Linked DNA regions of Mus musculus: region 2 is linked to region 1. A link is a contact called in public HiChIP or PLAC-seq data. All regions are on one chromosome and are shown on one strand. The core of a region is the stretch at or near the end of the contact, and the rest is flanking DNA. Distances in the headings are between cores, read along the strand shown. Region 1 has its middle 21 kb from the start of Gm39673. Region 2 holds the start of Nsg2 (neuron specific gene family member 2).

Evidence for each region. HiChIP or PLAC-seq counts read pairs in DNA pulled down with a chosen protein or histone mark.
Region 2: an H3K4me3 HiChIP or PLAC-seq map of forebrain shows a contact between it and region 1, with 4 times the contacts expected there. The contact joins the promoter of Nsg2 here to the enhancer-like site in region 1. A contact is called at or near these places in 1 of 39 promoter capture datasets (hematopoietic stem and progenitor cells), 6 of 115 datasets of contacts at active chromatin or transcription factors (VIP interneurons, embryonic basal ganglia, embryonic forebrain and 3 more) and 2 of 9 other capture datasets (adipose tissue and pancreatic islet).

Annotation. Positions count from the first base shown.
Region 1 is chr11:31,692,633-31,696,514 of GRCm38.p6, reverse strand. No RefSeq gene overlaps it. Among named protein-coding and RNA genes, the nearest start is that of Gm39673, 21 kb to the left of the region's middle. Within about 2 kb of position 1,439, at least 55 of the 459 cell types and tissues checked have an H3K27ac peak or open chromatin away from gene starts, as enhancers often do. A contact at or near this core is called in VIP interneurons, embryonic basal ganglia and forebrain, where this site is marked.
Region 2 is chr11:31,998,180-32,001,795 of GRCm38.p6, reverse strand. It overlaps Nsg2 (neuron specific gene family member 2), which reads right to left and starts at 1,377. Exons shown (of 5, transcript NM_008741.4): 1 at 1,200-1,377; 2 at 1-65. The coding sequence starts at 44.

The sequences.
Region 1 (3,882 bases), core at 190-2,689:
AGCTATTTGCAGGAACACATTTAAAGGGGACTGGGTGGTACATGAATGATATTTCAGTCAAGCTGTGACCCTGTCATCTGCAAAGTACCCCAAACGTTGGAATTGGACTTTGAATTTGAGCCTTCCATGAGCCAAATGTGGAACTTGGAAGAACCCGGGTTGAGCCTCAGCTCCTCAGTGTGATCAGATGATGGTCACATCATGGAACCCATGTGCAGGGAAAGTGAGAACAGACGTGTGGAGGTTACTGGCCTGTGAGATACAATTACAAAGTTCATGTGCTACACGCATGCATGCATGTGCTGCATGAAGTCCCTGTGGCCCCTAGACACCTGGGATGCAGCAATGCATCAAACTTCATTCCTGTCTGTGTGGAGAAAGCAAATTGGGGTAAGTGATAGTCTCTAACATTATACTACTTGCCTTAGTCATGTTCTAATGCTATGAAGAGACACCAAGACCAAGGCAATTCTTATAAAGGAAAGCGTTTCATTGGGGCTGGGTTCCAGTTTCAGAGGTAAGCCCATTATTATGATGACTGGGAGCATAACAGTGTGCAGGCAGACATGGTGCTGGAGAAGGAGCTGAGAGCTTTACGTCTTGCTCTGTAAGCAGCAGAGAAAGAGAGAGAGAGAGAGAGAGAGAGAGAGAGAGAGAGAGAGAGAGAGCGAGAGAGAGAGAGAGAGAGAGAGAGAGAGAGAGAGAGAGAGAGAGAGAGAAGAGAGGAGAGAGAGCTCCCAGTGGAAAAGTGAGAGTTTTTGAAACCTCACAGCCAACCCCAGTGACAAATGTCTTCCATTAAGGCCACACTCTATTCCAACAGGGACACACCGCCTAACCACTCCAAACAGTATATCAGCTGGGGACGAAGCACGCAAATACATGCCTTCCTCAGGGCAGTGGACACAGAGAAATAGGCATAGGCACCACTCTTTGGACACAGCTCTCCTGACCATGCAGTGCCCAAAGCCCATGGCTATGCCTGCTCTGTAGCCTCTTCTGTCTTTCCTTGGCTGGAGATGTTCTCATGCATCTACTCGAGCACCTCTGTGACACTGGTGTCCTTTCAGCCTAGCTGAGAGGTCTATGCACCCTGGGTTGTCCCTGTTCCTGGTGACAAGTGTCCAGTACTTGAAAGAAAGATATGTTGGGATAAAAAGGTAAATCCAGAAAGTAGCAGCAGTTGAGTAAAGAAGGCACCAGGGCATCCAGCTAGCTACTTGACACTCGGGACTGTGTGGTACTTAAAAGGAGGGTGGGGTGAAGAAGTGGTAGGCAAGGAAGATGAAGTAACACGTGAACGTAGCTCCAAAATGAGACTTGGCCCTTGCTTCAAACTCTAACTCCAGGGTTCCTCCTTCTTTGTTGGCTCTCGCTTATGACAAACCTCATAATTCCCTGTAGGTTGGCTGAGTGCAGCTTGCGAGTTTCTATAGTAACTGTCACCATAGCACCAGAGGCCTGGCTCCAAATTCCAGCTCTGCTGAGACCCTGAGCTGCTGTCAGCTGCTCCATTCCTAGCATCCTCCATTCCACAAGATAGAAAGAAGACCCAGGCTGGGGATCTACACACAGGGGTATGGCTAGGGCCTGCCAAGAGGGTTGGCACAGGGATGCGTGGCTCAAGGGGGCAGTGTTAAGCATGGCATCTGCAACAACAGAATTGCCCAAAGCTGACCGCTTCTGAGGATCTCAATTTGTGTTGTTTTGCTCAGACGGGGAGGAGCATCAGATCTGAATATGCAGCAAATGTGGGGCAGAAAGGCTGCCGTGGGGCCTGGCAGAAAGAGAAAAAAAAACCCTAAAATAAATAAATAAATAAACAAAACGGGGTGTTTGTGTGTGTGTGTGTGTGTGTGTGTGTGTGTGTGTGTGTGTGTACTGAGGTCCTGTGACTCCCAAATCTGTGGCCTCTCTGGGCCTCACTTTCTCATTCTGTAAAATGGGAAGAGTGCATAATGTTACTACTATCTACTTCTGTTGCCAAATAAGTCCTGTGCCTTGTATTAGTGGGTGCTTGGTTCTTGGTAGTAGAGAGATGCCAGGCATGCACAAGTCACCAGCACTGAAAACATTAAACTTAGATAATGTGTTAATAGGTAATGCTTTAAGTGTCTGTGTGTGTGCCTGAGTACATGTATGGACCAAGTTGCTGTCATTTACTCCCTTCCTTCCATACACGCAGTACCCATAGAAGCCAGAAGAGGGCATCAGATCCCCTGGAACCTGAGTTACACATTGAACTGAACTACCACCAGGGAGCTGGGAACCAAAGCCAAGTCCTCTGCAAGAGCAACCAATGCTCTTAACCATGAGCTACCTTTCAGCCTCCAGATGATGTTGCCTCTGTGACCTCAGCTGTATGCCCTGATCCCATCTGTCTTCCACTTGCTGTTCCCCTCCTATCCTGGTCTAGCATTTCTGGGAGCCTAGGAGACAGAACATGGCTTCCTGAATCATGAACTTGACTTTCTCTCCAACTGCTGTGATTTGCTGGCTTTCTAACCCTGGGCCTGATGAGTTCTCTCTGATTCCCCAGTTACCTAATCACAAGTCTTTAGTGATTCCCTTGGTTACAAGACTTAAACACCACCAGGCTGGGGTGACATGACCCCAGTAATCCTAGTGATGGTGTGGCAAAAAGTGCCAGATTTAGCAAATAAAAATATAAGATGTCAAGGAAATTTGAACTTCAAATTAAGGCTTTTTAGAAATTATTATTCTAGGTATGCCCCTATTATTATATATGCATACTTTAATAATAATAATAATAACAACAACAGCAATAATGGTTGTCAGAAGTCCAGATTTAACAGGATAACTTCCATTTTCTCTGGCAGCCTTAGGTGGGCAGATACTAAAAACCAAGCCAGATCTCCCTGCTAGGTAGCATCGTGAGCACCCACCGCCCCTCTGCAATTTGCTTTCTGTAGCCATCAGAGGCAAAAATAGCTTGCAGCTGCTCTCCCCACACCCCAGCTCATATCATGTTGATGGGCCCCCCCTCAAGGACCTTGCCTACCAGCCTGCAATGGGCTGCTTGTTCTGCAGCCTCTCCTGGAAGTTGGTCACATCAGGGCCCTGCAGGCTGTCCTACTGTGATTCTCAGTCCCTGGACTCTGGTCTCAGCACATGCATGGCAGCTGTTCATACTGAATGAAAAAAGCAAGCAAGCAAGCAAGCAAGCAAGCAAGCAAGCAAGAAAGAGAGAAAGAAAGAAAGAGAGAAAGAAAGGAAAGAAAGATAAGAGAAAGAACGAGAGAGAAAAGAGAAAGAGAGAAAGAAAAGGAAAAGGAAAGAGAGAAAAGAAAGAATGAGAGAGAGAGAAAAGAGAGAGAAAGAAAAAACAAAAAGGAAAGAAAGAGAGAAAGAGAAAAAGAAAGAACGAGAGAGAAAAGAGAAAGAGAGAAAGAAAAAAACAAAAAGGAAAGAAAGAGAAAAGAAAGAGAGAAAGAGAAAAGAGAAAGAGAGAAAGAAAACAAAAAGGAAAGAAAGAAAGAAATAGAACATGTCCAGTCCTAGGTATGGTGGAGAAGAAAGTTTATCATAGATACATAGATATAAGGGAGACATAGCCAGAGGCAGAAGAATCCAGAGTAGTCATGACCTTGAACCATATGGGGAGAGGGGGAGAGGAAGGGAGAGGGGGGAACTGAGTACAGCAGCCAGGAGGCCAAAGGTATAAAAGAAAGAACAAAAGAAGAGTGGCAACCAAAATGTCTGGACTACATAGGGAGAAGCCTCTGAGTGAAGGGCAGACCAAGCCTTGGGCTGAGGAGTTCAGGGTAGAGGATGGGTATGCCAGCATATCCTGTAACAGATAGGGACTGAGGGATGCTGGAAGAACCTGGCGGCCAGGTTCACTCTGATTTTAAATAGGCA
Region 2 (3,616 bases), core at 128-2,627, 310 kb before region 1:
GGCTTGGCCCCCTTCTCTCCAGGGTTGCTGTTCAGCTTCACCATGCTTCTGCTTTTATTCCAGACCTAAGGCAAGCAGCAGGATTCTGGTTACAGTGGGAATGTGAGGGGCTGAGGACGGTCTGAGACAGCTCAACTGCAGCAGCATTCAACCTGGCAACAGCCATCAATCTCCCACTAGATTTCCTGACATGATTCCCATTGTCCGGGGAAACTTCATTAATCATCAGAATGTGCTAACTGCTCACCGAGTTCACCAACCCTCGAATTAGGGAGCCCCTCCCAAACCCCCAAACCCCCAAACCAAAAAACCCCCAAAACCTCAGACCTTCATTTTTTTTTTAAATGAGCTTAAAAAAAATACCAAGAAACTGTGGCTAACATATCCCTAGAGCCCCACTGGCAAGATTGTTCTTAGCACAAAAGGAAACTCCATTATTCTGGGCCCCCTGCAGTAAGATACATTTCATCTCACCACCCACATCGCTATTTTGCCTTTTCTTCACCAATCTCTAAAACACAATTAAATACAGTCAATCTCTCTCTCAAGACCCCCCTCTCTCTCTCTCTCTCTCTCTCTCTCTCTCTCTCTCTCTTTTACATAATATGTAGATTGTACACGAGACCCAGGTTTCTACATCAGAAAGAGGCTGGCTTGAACCTGATCTCCTTATTCAGCCATGAAATAGCTCCATTTCCTCAATAGCCAGGGCCTTCCTTCCTTCCTTCCTTCCTTTCTTTCTTTCTTTCTTTCTTTCTTTCTTTCTTTCTTTCTTTCTTTCTTTCTTTCTTTCTTTCTTTCTTTCTTTCTTTCTTTCTTTCCTTCTTTCTTTCCTTCCTTCCTTCCTTCCTTCCTTCCTTCCTTCCTTCCTTCCTTCCTTCCTTCCTTCCTTCTTTCTTTCTTTCTTTCTTTCTTTCTTTCTTTCTTTCTTCCTTCCTTTCTTTCTTTTCATGGAAAGTTAGCAGCCCCCATATTGCAAGATTGCCAACTAAATAAACAAATCACATTATTTCCCTCCAGTTCCCTTTGAACTCAAGGATTGATTTCACCGCACCCTCAAAAGCCCTGCACAACTGAATTTCTCCTGTCAATCCGGCTGGTGGGACGTAATTAGACAAACGGAGTTGTGGGGATGACAGGGTGGTAAGGGCTGGGAGGGTGCTGGGGAGTGGTTACAACAAAAACAAATGCCTACTTACTGTGCGGCACTGGTGGGGGTCAGAGCAGAGTCAAGCCAATATGTAGAGGAGGAGGACAAACAGGAGTCCTCCCTCCTCAGCCAGAGCGTGGTGCTGAAAAAAGCAGCCCTCGCGTGCCTGGATCCGGAGCTTCTGAGAACGAGGCGCCAGCGCGCAGAGAAGATCTGGCAGCTGCCAGCCTGCTCGCCAGCTCGCGCCTCCCACCGGGGACGGCTCCCACACCACCTGTCATCTGGCACCACCTGCTGTTTCTCATGCATGGCCACAACCCCTGCATAGGACAAACGTTTTAAAGAAAAGTGGAAGGAATTTTGGTTATTCCAAAAACAGTAATGTGGCTTATAATTTTTTTTACAATAATGTAAAATGCAATTCTTGAGTCTTTGGTGGAAACTGAAAAAGCAGGCACTTTGTTTTTTGTTTTGTTTTGTTTTGTTTTAGGAGAAGGGCTCCCCTCTTGCTAAAGCTTCCCTAACAATACTGTAAAACTCAAAACACCTGCTCTGGGTTAGAAGAGAAAGTAAACTGGTAGTTACTTTCCATTTCCTGTGCTGTTACACCTTTCTGGTCTCTTTCAAGCTACTGCCCTCTTTTGTAAACTGTGGTTTCTAACAAAGACTGGGAAATGGGGTGGCTTGCACTGTGAACACACCTGCATAAACTGCAGACAGTGCATAGACTTGACCTGTCTAAGGTCACAGAACTGGAAAAGGCCAGAACTGGGACTTGATCCCTGACTCTTGTCCCCAAAATCCATATCTAGGTCAAGACGTTAAATAACATCCAGTTTGCTGACCAGAGTAAGAAGGAGTGGAGAGGCAGTGTCAGCCGGACCAAACTGGCTGGGTGGGTCTGACACATTTTCAGCCACTCCCTGAGCCTCTGCTGCCTTGCCTTTGATGGAGGATAACAGCACTTGCAGAATGAGATGGCAGGGAGTACGGGAAGAGAATGTACCCATGGAAACACATCTGACTTGTGAGAGATGCTCTGAACGCCTATTTCAACCACAGGGATGATTGAGCCCACTGCCAGTGACTTCTCCCAGCTGTGGCTCAAATCACTGTTCATCAACAGCTGCAGTACTGACTGAGTGGTTCACTTTGATTTAAAAAATATTTGTTCTGTGTGGAAAAAAAAAAATCACCCTAGCTAGTGTCTATGTGTTACAAGGCACAGAAACGCGTGTGTCTTCTGTATTGTTCGGGCATGAAATGTGTGTAAGGGTTTTTGAGACCATGAAGGCTGTCATCTATCAGCACCACACAGGGCAGTGTTAAATGGTGATGTATATGTGTGAGAGGGAAGTATTCTAAGAAATATTGGTTTTCCTTCCCCTTCTTTCCAAAGACCTAAATGACTGCCAAATTCATGCATGGCACGAGACCAGCACAGTATAGCCAGCAACCACAGGTTCAATTGTGAACATGTATATTTCAGATCCTAACGCTGCTGCCCTAAGAGTCAAAGAAATCCCCTCTGATAGTTCATGGCTGATTGACAAGGAAAAGCCACACTTTTCAAGACAGAGGTCCCTAGAGTTCACTAAGCTCCAGAAAGCAGCTTGCCTGGAGGCAAGGAGAAGTCCAGGCTTGGTGACCTGTGAGGTTAAGACCCAAGCTGGAAGGAAGGCCATGGCTGGAATGGCATGTCTAACCTTGATGGAGAACAAGGTTGAGGGGTTCCAGATAAAATAGAATAATTGGTATTTAAAAAAAAATTGAGGATTGAAAGCAAATACTATCACATCATTTGATGAGGTTTTCAATGTACGCAACATGCAAGACATCTGTGCAGCAGAGTGCGGTGGAAAGAAACCAAGATGGTGTCGGATATGGCCTTATAGACTGCTTTAAGTGATGAAGCTTTGGGTCCAAGTAATCTGTATCAATTTAAGTATGTTTTTTGCAATCTTAAGATAGCCAAAAAGATACATAGTGTGTGTGTGTGTGTGTGTGTGTGTGTAATAATCAAAATGCAATAAACATCATCTACTGTGCAGAGGGTGGGAGAGCCGGCCTCAAGGGCATGACAGCAGGAGAGCTGGCCCTGACCCTCACTGGCTGCATCACTGGGTAAGCTGGCTGGGGCAGTGCTGGAGAGTTCGCCCTGGTGGTGTGGTGGGTGCAGGAGAACTGGCAGGCTGACCAGCTCAGCTAGCACTCAGGCCCAGATCCAGGGCAATGAGTTAGGCCACCCCAACATCTAACCCATCTATGAACTGTTGGAGTGCATGAAGGCTTTAGGATCTGGCAGATCCAAAGCTGCAGGATCTCCATGACACATGCTGGCTAGGAAGATCCACCGGTGGTCTGACTGACAGGACTGGTCTCAGCTGGGCCCTCTCTGCAGCCTGCCATGGCGGTGAGACATTCTAGGAGACAGTGCAATGGCATCCTGGAATGTCTAACTGTTCA